2 separate regions of the Zea mays genome follow, and region 2 is linked to region 1. Evidence: chromatin contacts called from public Hi-C data. All regions are on one chromosome and are shown on one strand. The core of a region is the stretch at or near the end of the contact, and the rest is flanking DNA. Distances in the headings are between cores, read along the strand shown. Region 1 holds the start of LOC100193896 (NAD(P)-binding Rossmann-fold superfamily protein). Region 2 holds the start of LOC100501888 (AT-rich interactive domain-containing protein 3).

Region 1 (7,903 bases), core at 3,639-6,138:
ATTAATTTGATATTCCCTTTTCTCGCCAACAGAATCTGGGGCACCACAACTCCAAACAAACTCACGTCGGGGCAAACAGTTGGGAGGACCCCCCTGCTGCCCCTACCACGAATGAAAGTGAGATCTTCAACTACCTCAATATGGTTGCGCAGAGTGTACACATGACCCCTTTTTAGATCTGTCGGGCCCTCATGATGGGAACCAGCCAGAGTCAAAGGAATGTCAACAGAAGGCAACTCTCTATCTGGCTCGGTGACAGTTAGCCACACTTCCTTAGGAATATCACAGGGATCAGAGCACCAGGCCCACAGATCAAAGGACCTAGTGCGCTCTCTACGTCTAGAGCTCTCCTGAACGAAGTGAATAGCACAACTTCTACCCAATGCCCTTGCTGCAACATCCTCGCCCCAACAGTGGATAGGGATCCCTTCTACCCTAACTTTGACTCTGAACTCAAAACTGGTTTCTCTAGCGTAGCTATCCTCTGACCAGTCACCGAAATGAAAGACCCGACCACGATAAGAAACAGTCCTTCGGTCAACTGCCCACTACTTAGATCTTGGATCAGAGAAAATGATCAGAAACTGCTCAGGAAAGTGTTTGACAAGCTGATATTGACCATGTTGAAGATTGAATTTTTCGCGCAGCATATCCCCAGCGAACAGAGAGTCAACCTCATGATTGTTACCATCGAAGGAACAGACCACCGTCTTGCTGATCAGATCGTCCCTGCGTCGTCGAATTGGTCCCGTCGCCGAGATGGCAAAGCCCGCACGAGCTGGCCTCCCCCGAGGATCACCTGGGTAACGGGCTTCCATGCCAGGGCTCTCTTGCAAAGCCTGCAGATAGGTTTTCTTGAGGGAGTCTATGAATGGAAGCCGAATGCTTCTCCTGCTTTTGTAGATGAAGCTCAGTACAGGAGTTGTGCTGCTGCTGCGAATAATTAAACCTGCCAGTACCCTGCAATGAGTGCCTCTCTGGTTCTAGACTGGCGAAAGGTGGATTCAATTTCCTCTGAGCACCTCTACGAGGGCAAGACCTAGCCCGGTGCCCAGGTAGCAGGCAGAACCAACATCGCGAAGGAGCCGAGCAGTGGAAGGCAAGATGGCCTGGAGAGAGACAGTTGTAGCATTTATCTTGAAGCTTCAGTTTGAAGAGACGGGAGGCCTTGTCATCCAATAACTGTGAGGATCTCCAAGGATCTGCAAAGTTTTTACGCCACTAGAACTTTGGTTTTACTACAGACCAACCAGCGTCATCCAGTCGCATCGAGGCAGACTCGCGCCCATTGAATTGGAGCAGACCGGACGACCCAGAATCGACGCCGCCCGCCGCAGGCTGATGGAAAAGGGCACTGTTTGCATTCACTGCGGCAGAGGAGTTGAATTTCTGCTACAAGATCGACGGGCCGTCCGCTGACCATTTCATCTTCTCCGAGCAAGGAATCCGCTGTAAAGGATCTGCCAATAAAGTCTGAGAAGAGCGAATCCCATCTCCGATTCTAGAATCCGCAGGCGACTTAGCAGATCTGGAGACATCGATTCCCAGTAGGCCCCCCAGAGAAGACGATAAACCATCCCCACAAATCTGAATATCTTGACAAGATTTGCGAATTGCCGGCTTGGAGTGGTGCGGATGGCAAGGAACAGACCCCCAAAAACTTACCGCCGTTGGAGAGTGCTGCCAGAGCGGCCCTACCGGATCTTCAAAATAACCATTGTCTTGCTTCACGGGAAGACGAACGCGGAAGGCAGGAGACGAAGGCGGCACCAGACGAGTAAGGCCAGCCCCACCAGATCTGAGGAGACCGAAAAGCTGGCGGCGCCGGGAGAAGGAGCGGAGGCCCCGCCGCCAGGGAAGTCGGCACCGCGAGCGGCCGCGACCGCCCGACCGTCAGTCTTGCACCGCATGTCCTCTGTAAATTGAAGGTATGTTATCGTTGGAGTCTTTAGTTTGAATATCATGAATCAACAGATTTAGCAACGGTGATGATCTTCATCATGATCGCCAGCTTAGAACCAGCGGTAAACAAAAATGGTTTAAATATTTTAAAAAGCACCCACACCCGCCGCGCAATGTTCGTCTCCCGTCGCCTCCATTGCAGCCAGATGCATATGCAAGGATATTCATTATATTGCTTTATATTTCTAGGAGTAATAATCAACTATTTCGATACACTCTAACGTATTATATGTTAATATATTGTAGTGTTTTCGCTTGTGGGCGTTTAGATCGCTGTGGGCGTTGCATTTTGAAGGAAGTGGAATTTACTAGAGCAGATTATTTGGTTTGAAATTTGACATTCTATCACTAAGTTTAGATATATAAGTCTATCCTAGATTTATAGGATGATGGATGAAAATTGTTTTTTATGTATTGCCAGTCTATGTATCTACTCTATAACTTTAACACCGTTCACCGTCTTCGGTTTAGAAATGTAGCATATATATCTCTCTCATATAGTCAAGAGTACAAATATATTCTATATAAAGAGACATATCATGTGCAATCACTCATTTGGTACAAGCGTGCAATCAAACCATCCAAAACGTTCAATATAGATCCAATGGTTTTATATGGAAGGGGTTAAAAAATAAAATAGGTACTAGGTTTCAGGTGAAAGGGGGTTAGATGTAAAATAAAAATCATCATTTGATCTAGATTAAATGCACTAGATTGCTTAATTGCACCCTCAATATAACTGATTGTACAAGATATTTTTCCCCTATATTATAAAATCATATTAGCTTGCCTAAATTATGATTATTAGAATGTAATTCACAACAGCCAAAAAAAGCGTTCGGTCTATATGGAAAACTCCCATCAACCAATAGCTGCAATGGCGCGACACGGACTCCCTCTAAGACTCTCGATCAACGTCCTCTATATCCATTCTCTATATCCGTCTTTTACAGTCTGCTTTAAAAAATTTTATCCAATGTATCTTCTTTCTCTCCAATAACGTCCTCTAAATCGCGTACTCTATACGTAAATACCTATTTAGAGATATTTTTTATTTTTAGTTTTTATACATACGTATTTATCATACTCTCAAATGTATTGTACATATTTTAGTTTTGCTAAACCGGTTGTTTAAAATATTTAAATGGATAGAGGATAGTTTAGAGAAACTCTATATATAGAGGATCCAGAAATGTTCTCTAAATTTAGACGATCGTTTAGAGGACGCTGCTGGATATAGGGCCTGTTTGAGAGAGCTTTGCTTCAAAAACTTCAGCTTTGGTTTTCCAGTTTCACTATAAAACAGCTCCAGCAAATTGTTAAGGTGAGTTCTAGGAGCGTTTGGTTTGTATATGGACTCCAACTTCTATAGTACAATTGATTTGTGTGGGTTTCCTTGATTACCCTTGATCATTAGTGTGTTGTCGCCAGAGAGAACGGAAGTTGTATGTTGCGTAACCGGTGGCATGGTGGGTAATTTTCGTACAGCTTCATGAGGAGATATAGATGTCCAATAAGCACGAGGCCCATAAGCCTGGCACGAAGCCCGTTTTTTGGGCCCGGTCCGAGCCCGGCACGGCCCGGTTATATGTGGGCCCGGGCCGGCCCGACACGAATAAGCGGGCCGGGCTCGGACAGGAAACTAGGCACGGTGGGCTAGCCCGGCACGACCCGTTTAGCTCTAAGCCCGTTAAGCCCGTTTTTTTACACTAAAACGTGCTTTTCGGCCCGCATAGCCCGCTTTTCGGCCCGCTTTTTTCATGCTAAACGGGTCGGCCCGGCCCGTTTAGGCCCGCTGCGGGCCAGGCTCAGACAGGGAATTGAGCCCGCGTGCTTAGCCGGCCCGGCCCGGTTTTCTAACCGTGCCTGGCGGGCCGGGCCCAAAACGGGCCGGGCTTCACTAGGCCCGAGCCGGGTCGGGCCGGGCGGCCCGTTTGGCCATCTCTATGAGGAGATATAAAAACAGTGTTTTTGAAGCACCCTCTAAGGAGCTTCATAAATTTCATGAAACAGGCCTCTAGTTTCGATTTTTTTTAAACTAAAGCTCGTGGAGCTGGACCTGTTTGGGTTGAAGAAGTTAGAACGAAATTGAAATTCTTGAAGTGAAGCTCTCTCAAACAGGGACATAGTAGAGGACGACCTTATTCTCTAATAGGGTGTTTGGTTTGAGGAATTAGCTAATCCATCATCTTCTCACTCCTCACTATTTTTGTTTGGTTTGTGGAATGGAATTAGTTGATCCATCACCACTTCATTCCTCATAGTTAGTTAGTTAGTACTAATATCAGGAATATGGCCATCCCACCAAATTTAAGGAATGAACTCATGATGCACCATCTCAATTTGGATGTAATGATTCCTTAAACCAAACACCCCCTAAATTTAGGGTACATAACTCTTTAGAGGTTCTTCTTAGATCTAGTCTAAGGCTCTAAGCCAAGGTGCAGACGGTGACAGTGGCCAATAGTGAGGAGCAGCTCATGGACGACTGTGCATGCGACAAGATGCACGACAGCATAGGCTACACCACGTCAGCATAGAGATGTTTAAAAATTGGTATATTTGCCAATCTTATTTAAAAACTGTTGGAGATAATTTTTGGTTACTAACACCTCAAATTAATTTTAGGGACGTTTTTTAAACCCCGCGGGGATGCTCTAACTAGTTTTGGCTCGCACCAAGGCACGGGCGGCACGCCACTGTGTGCGGCACGCAGCCTCGGCCCTGAGCACAAAGTACCATATGCACACAGGATCACCTCCAGTTCTCTGCCCAATCAGTGTGCTATATCTGTTCAGGAATCAGGACGTCGCTAGCAACAAGTTGTCAACTACCCAAATCTGCACGAGGTCAATAGGAGTATCTCAAATCGGCTAACAAGTAATAATCCTCTCGATACCCGAATCGGTGAAGGAAAACAAGACGAGTCCGTCGGTCGTGATCGGTACCAATGGAAGGCGCAGCGGGGATCAGGACGAGGCCGGCGGTGTGCGTGACCGGCGCGGGCGGCTTCGTGGCCTCGTGGCTCGTCGAGCGCCTCCTCGCCGGCGGCCGATACATGGTCCATGGCACCGTCCGTGATCCGGGTACGAAACCCTTGCTCTTGTCTTCTTGCTCCCGGCCGGTGAACTGGCGCGTGCGTGCGTGCGGCGTGCCGACATGTGGATAACGTGCGTGGCGTGGCGCGCAGGCGACGCCAAGAACGCGCACCTGGCGGCGATGGACGGCGCCGCGGACCGGCTGCGCCTGTTCAGGGCCGAATTGCTCGACTACGGCAGCGTGGCGGCGGCCATCGCCGGCTGCGACGGCGTCTTCCACGTCGCGTCCCCAGTCCCCATGACCTATCCAATCGGTGACCCCGAGGCACCACACCTCAGCTCCCGCTGCTGCCCTCTTAATTTCTTCCTTCGGCTTCGCCATGCGTCCGTTCAGACGTTCAGTCTTTATTGGCCGACACCAACATCTTGCTGCAGGTAGAGCTGCTCGCTCCGGCCGTGACGGGCACCAAGAACGTCCTGAAGGCGTGCTCGGAGGCCAAGGTGAAGAGGGTCGTCGTGGTGTCGTCGGTGGCCGCCGTGATGGTGAACCCTGGCTGGCCCCAGAACGAGGCCATGGACGAGGCTTGTTGGTCCGACGTCGAATTCTGCAGAACCACTCAGGTCAGGTGACAGAAAAAAAAAGCTTGGCACGGCACCCTGTTGAGCCTGTTCCTCTCATCCCCGCCCTCACCTTTCTGTCTCCTCCCGTCGCTCCTCTGCCAGAACTGGTACTGTCTCTCCAAGACACTCGCGGAGCTGGAAGCGCTTGATTACGCAAAGAGGAGTGGACTAGACGTGGTGTCCGTCTGCCCGTCGCTGGTGATCGGGCCCTTGCTGCAGTCGACGGTGAACGCAAGCAGCTCCGTCATAGTCGATTGCTTGAAAGGTACGTACTGAACTACTATCTACTAGTAGGAATCCTCGCGCTCACTAACGCTCCATCTCCTGCAGGAGATCGTGAGGTGAAGCTGAAGCTGAGGAACTTCGTGGACGTCCGCGACGTCGCCGACGCTCTGCTCCTGGTGTACGAGACTCCGGAGGCGTCTGGACGGTACATCTGCGACGCAAATGCAAGGCAGATGTCTGAGGTCGTAGCGCTGCTCAAGGACTGGTACCCTGCCTACAGTCATGCTGCCACCAAGTAAGCAGAAACATACTGCAGAAGCTATATGCTTGTGTTGTGTTAGTCAAGCTATCAGTGCTTGATGAATCGCAAGCTGCTAGTGCATAGTAGGTTGCATTGTGATCAAGGGCAAAGTGCATGGCACAGGTTCGTGCAGGTGAGCGATGAGCCTTTGTTCAGCTCCAAGAAGCTGCAGGCGCTGGGCTGGAAATTCCGGACTCTGGAGGAGAGCCTCAGGGACAGCGTTGAATCCTTCAAGGCGGCAGGTGTCCTGGTGGATTGAACAGAACAGGCAGCGCCCTATTCCTGGATGACCTTCGCATTTTGTAAACCGAAGTTGCTGTCTTGTGCAAGAGCATCCCGACGTCCTCGGATAATGTAATAAAAAAAGCAAAAGCGACAAAGTTTGCCGTGTATTATAGCGGCATTGTTACTTAACGCTGTTTTATTTTGTGGAAATACTTAACGGTGTTTTAGTTTAATGCCTTGTTGCTTTTGAAACATATGAGAAATGGTGGCTCTGAACTAAAAGACATATGAAACACGACGCTCACAACCATAAAATGCACGGTATGTGTTGACGCCTTTTCGGAGCGCCAAATACTTAAGAAGAACCGGCGGCGGTGCTCTCTGGTCAGGCGCGGACGGTCCGCGGCCTGGGATCGGACGGTCCGCGACCTGGCGCAGGGGCTAAGGTTTCCTGCCTGACGGCCGGACGGTCCGCGCCCTGGGGCCGGACGGTCTGCGCGTGCGCAGGGGCGGCGGAAGTCGTCGACGGCGGCCTGGATCTCGCTCCCGGGAGGGACCCCGTCGGGAAGGAGAGATCCTAGGGGTTGTCTAGGCTCGGGCCGGCCGACCTAGACTCCTCCAATCGGCGTAGAGTCAAAGAGAGGCGAAGAATTTGGGAATTGAGAGGCTAAACCTAAACTAGACTAGAACTACTCCTAGGATAAAATACGAATAAAAGTTGTATTGATTCGATTGTTTATTACAAATCGGCCGTAGACCTCTCTATTTATAGGGGAGGGGGGCTGGACCCTTTACACAACTGATTCCGAGCTAATCCCGCGAATATAGCTAACAACCGTAGCACAAAACTCGGAACCCTAATCTGTTCTGCGCACGCGCGGACCGTCCGGACTGCGGACCGTCCGGCCTCAGGGCCGGACCGTCCGCTTGCTCATTTCTGGTTCAAACATATGCCCCCCTGCCTTTTGGTGGAGCTGGGCGAACCAAAAGCAACTAACTCGATGTGATCACATCGGTTCTCTTAGGCATCTTGCCACATACTAGGATGGTACTGTTTGAGGAAACGCCCATTCAAAGCCTTTGGTAAATCCTTGCCTTGTAATGTTTGTAGCAAATAGGCGTTACCAGACATTACCTGTTTTACTTTATAAGGACCCTCCCAGCTTGGCGACCATTTCCCAAACTTCCGGTCTTTATTCCTTAGAGGCAAGATGGTCTTCCACACTAGATCCCCTACTTGAAATGACTTTGCTTTGACCTTCTTATTGTAGGCCCTGGCTACCATAATCTTGTCCTTTTCTATTGCTCCCAAAGCTATCACCCTCTTGTCGGTCACCTCATCAATATTATCCATCATTGAATTATAATAATCAGTGATAGTTAGATCATTTTGTCTGGCGAACCTGACAGCATTCAAACTTATTTCCACAACCAATACTGCTTCCTGCCCATATACAAGCTCAAAAGGAGATACTTTAGTAGCACTATGTTTAGATATTCTATGAGCCCATAAAGCTTCGGACAAAATCTT
Region 2 (7,227 bases), core at 3,799-6,298, 210 kb after region 1:
TTTATACTTGGTCAAACTTAGAATTTATTGACTTCTCGAAGTGCGAGATGTGCACTTATTTTGGGACGGAGGGTGTATTAAAATAATCAATTATGCATCGCTCCAGTTTAGTATCCATTTTTTAAAATGACAGTTTCAGATTCAGAGTGATAAAACATAGGCCTAGCAGTCTACCATTGGAAACTAGGGCGTACTTGTAGTATTGTGCTTCATTGTGGCATCAACATTATTTTGATTGTTCAAATGGTGCACGCACAAATAGCTGCCCATGGAGGGTGACAACTGCAGAGGTTTGGTGAGGATCAATGCGGGAAGGCAACCTAATGACCTGCAAAGGATGTAGAAGTTTCATTAAGGAGTATATCCTTAAAAGCGAAAAACATGCATCAGATACCATTCAAACAGCTGACAGACCTTCTTGAATGGAGTGACACCCCATGGGTTATCCAATTGCTCGGGCTCTCCAGTAACTATCAAACGACCAGCAGGGTCAGACTGAACATGTACCTGCATCAAAACATGCATCAGCCACTCCAACTTTTGCAGCACATAAGACATCATGATTGAAATGTTAGAGTGGACGCACGGACCAATTCAACCCAAAAGTTTAAGATGATGGGAGAAGGTAGTTTATCCACTTATACACTTCAACACCCCCACTCACGTTCAGCCAGAGAGAAAGGCGCAAACGTGAAAATAAATGGATAAAGGCACAAATAAAGCATCTACCGGGATTCGAACTCAAGACCTCGGCCTTTGATACCATGTTAGAGTGGACGCACTAACCAGTTCAACTCAAAAGATTAAGCTGAAGGGAGAAGGTAGTCAATCCACTTATACACTTCAACATGAAGGACAAAAAACAACCATTAAAAAAGATTTGCATTTACTTACCTCTTCACGCAGAAGGCCAGGAACCAATGCATAGACTTCATAGCAATCTTTCTGCAAGAAATAAAATAGAATGAAATAAAATAATTAACTAAAACATAACCTCTTTCACAAAATGCCCTCAAGTCATTGTAGTTTCACTAATTCCTGGTTAGCCGTTAGCCTATATTCTTTATGAAAATTCCATAATAACCACAGGACCTGAGATATATACATTTCATAAAGAATCAGCAGTTCACACATTCACTGGCATTCAACACTCCAAATTTTGCTTCAGGAATTAACGGAACTGAGAACTATGAGGAAACAACAAACAAATAAGAAACAGCATAGAGCTATAAGATTTAACAACAGATAAAGGTGATATACATATACTCACGGTTTTCCTAACATTTATTTTCACCCAATCAGCAGGAGGGCCCATGTCAATAACCATTGAGTCATTTCTGTCAGATAGCAATATTTCATGAAATCAATCGAAGTCCAAGGAGGAAGGAGGAACAAGGACTAGTACTATCCATGCAAAAGAACAGAATGAAGCTAATTATGTGAAGCAGTGTTGAAATTCTCACTGATTTTTTAACAGCAATAGATAGGAAAATGGAATGCAGGGTTTGCGTGAATATTATAAGTGGACAGGGCTTTACTGTAGCTTATCGGATTTATAAGGTATCACCATGTCATCTTCAAGGGATGGTATCCTTTTCCTCTTGGCAGAACCTACACAGATCCAAGGATTAGTAACTTTTTATCGTATGATGCGTGAGAGCTGCATTTCATTTCATTTCGAAGGTCAAGAGAACTCTCCAAGACCCAATCCACTCACAACAATTAGCAAGTAATGGCATAATGGAAGTCAAATGAAACATAATCCAGAAAGGTACCACTGCTTTTAGGAGTTTTATCCTTCTTTAAGACAATAGGCCCTTTATCCTAGGGAAAAATTAAAAAACATATTATTATACAACGAAATGAAGATCACTAGTGACCCTTGATTTGAAAACAACAAATACCTTAATTATAGGATCAGCATTTTCACCATTGCCTAGTAGGCGGTGAGAATGCCAGCCTTGCATTGCACGAGTTGCAGATTCTCTTCTGGCTCTTCCAGAACCAGATACGTGGCTTCCACCCACCTGGGCAAACATACAGTGATACAGCCTAAAGTTTAGCCTCCTTGCACATCTTTCCCATGTTTTAGCACAACTACGTGAACATCCTGCCAGCACTTAGCAGTACTTTCTCTGTCCCGAAATACAAGGCGTACACGTATCTAAAAATTCACAAATTGTTATCATTGACCAATAATTAGTCTAATTATATGAAAATTTTAAATTTAAAAAGTGGTTACAGTGGATATGTATTTAGAGATACTCTCTAATAACCAAACTTTTGTCGCCATAAATTAAACTATGTTATAAGAGTAATCTTTGATTTAGAATGAATTTCATAGCCTTGAAACTAGCCTGTGCCAAGTTATATACTAGGCCACATAAAATTGTACCTGGCTCTCAGAACCAACTCGATCTGGTAGAGCAGATGAAGCTACTTGGAACTCTCCTGTTTCGATTTTGTGTTTCTCATATTCAAGGAGTGCCTATAAAAGAGAGGAAAAAATATAAAAAACAGCATTTAACAGGCCATTTAGCGCTACAAACCCTGCCACTAAGAAAAATCCACAACACAACCTTAAATTTGATCAGCTACGAGCTATGTACCAATTAAGGAGATTAAATTAGATTCAGGACAATCATATGTTAACAGCTTGGTAAAACTTCTAAATTAATGGTATGTATTTGAGCCGGCAAGACTCAATTGACATGCTGACAAAGAATGTGCTTAAATGAAAAAGGCTTCTATTCAATGAACTGTCATTGTAGGTAGTAGGTACCACATGGCAACACTCAAGTGATAAAACAGTGCTGAAACTAAAAGCTATAAAGGTTGAACAGGTATCTCAGGAACCATGAATGTAAAATTACCTTCTCATAGAAGTTACGGAAAGTCCATGAAACAGTTGTACATGTCCTGCATAAGACATGCAGGTCATATCATGGGAGAGAGTACAGAAAGAAGACCTTATGTGAACCCTGTTCCAAATTCTGTTAAAATGACTGTGAGGATCATCAAAATGAGTTGCAGACTAAATGCATACTTTGGAGGTTTGAATGACTCTCCCACTTGACGCCACAGCTTGCATGATGTCACCTGTTCAGTGTTGATGCAACTAGTTAGCAAGCATATGAGGCAAAATATCCTCCCCTTTCTCAAATAAAATAGTATACAGCAAAGTTAATCAACCAAAACCACTCTCCAAGAAACAGGGGAACAAATAGTCACGACCACAGATCAACAGATACATTTTAGTGCCATACTGCCATACAAAGAAATAAAATAAAGCAAATGTCAAAATGGCACAAGGAAAAAATGTGTCGTCAATTTGTTAGAAAATAGCAACACAGAAAAGTTTCCCACTTAAGCAAACCATATTTAATAGTTTATGCCTACAAAGACGACATGGTTACATTCCATCACTAAGTCACTAGCAGTATAGCTATTTACTCTGCAAATGATGCTTTCTCGGATACAAATATCATGCTTAATTTTTGGTTCCCTATTGAGATACTTAGCGTTGCTTTTGTTATATATTGTTTTTGGTAAAGTGAAATCTATACATGTAAAAAAACAGTGCCAACCAGGGTAATAAGAGAAGGAATGGCGCATCTGACTGTCAGAGGCACACAGGAGCACTAGTGTTTCATAGGCAGGCTACACAGTAGTCTTTTAGAACATCGACTAGAATCTTTTAACATGGACACAAAATGATACAAACAAGGTGAATAGGCTAAACATGTTCCACGTGAAAGGAAGATCACAGCAACAGTATGATCAATTAACATGATGGTTTCGTACGACTCTGGAAAAGAAAAGGGAGAAATCAGATAAACAATAGTGCTGACACCTTTTGTGCTAAGTAAAAAATTATGATAATCTAATGGTCAAATAAAACAACTGTGAACAAAATTGGGCACGCTAGTCAAAATTCTTAACTCATACTTGAGGTACAAAGTTAGACGGGTATGAGTTGCTAAGTACCAATATAGCAAAGGGACATAGGGTGAGAAACTCAGGATTAAACTATAGCAAGAGGCACTTTGCTACAGACAGGTTCAGACATACTGTGTACATTTTTAGCAGAAAAATTATTAACGACTGAACATGTGTCGTGCAAATAGAACTCATAATTTAACCATTCTCATAGGAATAGAATCATTTGTGTTTTCTTCAAGAAACCAAAAAGGCATAAATATTCAAGATGAGTACCTGATCATAGCCACCCAATCCAGTAACTTGTCTCCACAATCTAATGATAGCAAAGATACAGTTACTTAATTCAGTGTGGTCAATAACAACAGAACAAAAAAAAAGATTTTGTAGCTTGTCTGCTTACTTGAGGCAATTCAATCCTTCACCATAAAACTTAGGGGGCTTGAACTCCAACATTTTCTCCCTGTGGAAACGCTCCAGCTCCTTCATGAAGGCAGCCTGCTCCTCCTCAGTCCCTGAGTCATCACCCCCAGTGGTGTAATCGAACATGAAGGAACTGTTTGAGATCTTAGACAATGCCAGCTCCTCCTCAGCCTGCACCAGCACAAGCTGGTTCACAACAGGCTCATTCTGACCAACCAGGCCCTTATCAACACCGCCATCTCCAGCTCCGCACTCATCCGCGGAGCCACCCACCGGCACGGGGCCATCCCCGTTCTCCAATTTCACAACCTCGTCAGTCAAATCCGCCGTCGGGCCACCATTAAGCTCCTCTCTGTCCCCTTCCTCCGCGCCCTCTGCTTCGGGCTTCACTGAAGCCTTGACGGAATCAACGGCATCGGCGGTCCCGCTTTCACCGCCCTGCCCCTCCCCCATGACGGGTTCCTCATCCTCATCCTCCACCGCTGCGGCCTCGCTCATGGGGACATCGGCGGCCGATTGTGCCTCGCCTACCGCCTGCGGCGGCGGCTCCTCCATACCTTGCTCTTGCGACATCCTTGGTCCGGCAGTGGCGGAGACGAGCTAGACCTCGGACGTGGTGGGAGGGCAAACCCTAGCCGGAGATGGCCAGATGGGGGAGACGACGAGACAGAGACAGAGGAAGCGGAGGAACAGGACAGGAGCAACAGTGGAGAATGGTTTTGAACTGAAACCGTGCTTACGTGGGCTAGCGGGCTACTCCCATTTCACCATTTGTCATATTCATATTCAAGGTTTTCAAGTTCCAACTGCTTGACAGCATAAAAAATTACCCAGGTCAGAAAATCAAACACCACATATCTCCTCTCTTCTCTACTCTCTACTCTTTTGTTTCCATGGTCGTCTCTTTTAAAAGAATTCTTTATACTTCTTTTAAATTTAACATGCAGTCCAACCTTGAGTATCGTTAAGTGACATTGATCATTACCTTGAAATGGCCATGAGAAAACTATCAAACCCAATACGACATGATGTCACATGCAACGTAGCCTTCTCGGATATTACTACCTACTAACTGAAGAAGGACGAGTTGTCAAATTAGTTATTGAGAGCAACTAGAGTAGGTGAATAGATGATAATGTAAAAAATAGCTCAACAAAATAAACTTGGTCTAAAATAAATTAGTAAAACCAAAAACCAAGTTCGAATGAAGAGTGAGAGAGGAGAGGTTCATTTAATTACGCTTACAAGATGTGTATTAAACTTAGAGCAATATGAAAGTGAAGTAAAGTGCTAGAAGAAATAGAATCGCAATAAAGTAGAGAGACCAGTGACACAGCGATTTTTATCTCGTGGTTCGGTCAAGCGTAAAATGCTTGTCTAGTCCACGTTGTGGTGTCTCAATGGACAAGGGTTGCACTCAACCCCTCTCAAATGATCCAAAGATCAAACTTGAGTACCACAGTTCTGTTCCTTATAGCAAATTCCAAAAGTGAGGAATCTCCACAATTTGGAGTATCTCACGCCTTACACAACCGATCTCAAATAAACCACAAGAGTAAGGGGAGTAGAAACACACACAAGAGACAAAATCATAGCAACACACGCACAAGCTGAGAGAGAGCACAAGAGACAACACAACGTAATAACAGCTCAAAACACTTGCTCGAATCTCAATTTAGCGAAGCAAAGGCGTGAATGTGGTGTCTCGGTGTTGTAGAATGTTCAATAGATGTTTGGTGGTAGCTCCATGCGCCTAGGGGTCCCTTTTATAGCCCCAAGGGACCTAGGAGCCGTTGGAGCTCCGTTTTGGAAGGCTCTGGTTGCCTTTTGTCCGCAAGTGTACCAGATTGTCCGGTGACAGTGAATAGTGCAACGACTACGAAATCTCTGATTAGGTGGTTTCCTGTTCTGAGGGTGTCGGGGACCATAATTAGGGGTACCCCCAAGACTCCTAAACTCGGCTGGTAATCACCATCAGCACAAGCTGCAAAAGCCTGATGGGCGCAATTCAGGTCAAGGCTCCGTCCACTCAAGGGACACGATCTCGCCTCGCCCGAGCCCAGCCTCGGGCAGGAACAGTAGACCCAGGTGGATTCACGCCTCGCCCGAGGGCCTCCTCAAGCAACGGGCGCACCATCGACTCGCCCGAGGCCCAGCTCGGGCAGGCTTCGCAGTGAAGCAACCTTGGCCAGATCGCCTCGCCAACCGACTGTATCACAGTAGCATTCAATGCAAGGATTGTCTGACACCTTATCCTGACGCGCGTTCCTCAGTCGGCAGGGCCAAAGTGACCGCAGTCACTTCGCCCCTCCACTGACTGACCTGACAGGAAAACAGCGTCGTCTGCCCTGCTCCGACTGCTGTGCCACCCGCCAGGGTGAGGCTGACAGCAGCCGAGTCCAGCCTCAGGCGCCATAGGAAGCTCCGCCTCGCCCGACCCCGGGGCTCGGCCCCCGCCTCAACCTCGGAAGACGGTCTCCGCCTCGCCCGACCCCAGGGCTCGGACTCAACCTCGACCTCGGAAGACGGTCTCCGCCTCGCCCGACCCCAGGGCTCGGACTCAACCTCGACCTCGGAAGACGGTCTCCGCCTCGCCCGACCCCAGAGCTCGGACTCAACCTCGACCTCGGGAGACGGTCTCCGCCTCGCCCGACCTTGGGCTCGGACCGACCACGTTATAGGGGGGTACATCATTACCCTACCCCTAGCTAGCTCAGGCTACAGGGAATAAGACCGGCGTCCCATCTGGCTCACCCCGGTAAACAAGTAATGATGGCACCCCGCGTGCTCCCATGACGACGACGGTTCTCAGCCCCCTACGGAAGCAAGGAGACGTCAGCAAGGTCCCGACAGCCCCGACAGTTA

Evidence for each region. Hi-C and Micro-C count contacts between places; a contact is called where the count stands out from the background.
Region 2: a contact with region 1 is called in a Hi-C map of tassel, with 2.1 times the contacts expected there. The contact joins the promoter of LOC100501888 here to the promoter of LOC100193896 in region 1. A contact is called at or near these places in 2 of 25 Hi-C or Micro-C datasets (leaf and tassel).

The regions. Positions count from the first base shown.
Region 1 is chr9:104,994,151-105,002,053 of Zm-B73-REFERENCE-NAM-5.0, forward strand. It overlaps LOC100193896 (NAD(P)-binding Rossmann-fold superfamily protein), which reads left to right and starts at 4,889. Exons shown (of 5, transcript NM_001138971.1): 1 at 4,889-5,048; 2 at 5,153-5,325; 3 at 5,436-5,621; 4 at 5,724-5,886; 5 at 5,952-6,555. The coding sequence starts at 4,913. The coding sequence ends at 6,145.
Region 2 is chr9:105,201,671-105,208,897 of Zm-B73-REFERENCE-NAM-5.0, forward strand. LOC100501888 (AT-rich interactive domain-containing protein 3) reads right to left here and starts at 5,049. Exons shown (of 13, transcript NM_001196527.1): 1 at 4,343-5,049; 2 at 4,216-4,255; 3 at 3,047-3,099; 4 at 2,874-2,919; 5 at 2,396-2,488; 6 at 1,905-2,027; 7 at 1,776-1,824; 8 at 1,539-1,611; 9 at 1,271-1,337; 10 at 895-945; 11 at 415-507; 12 at 195-328. The coding sequence starts at 4,935. The coding sequence ends at 227.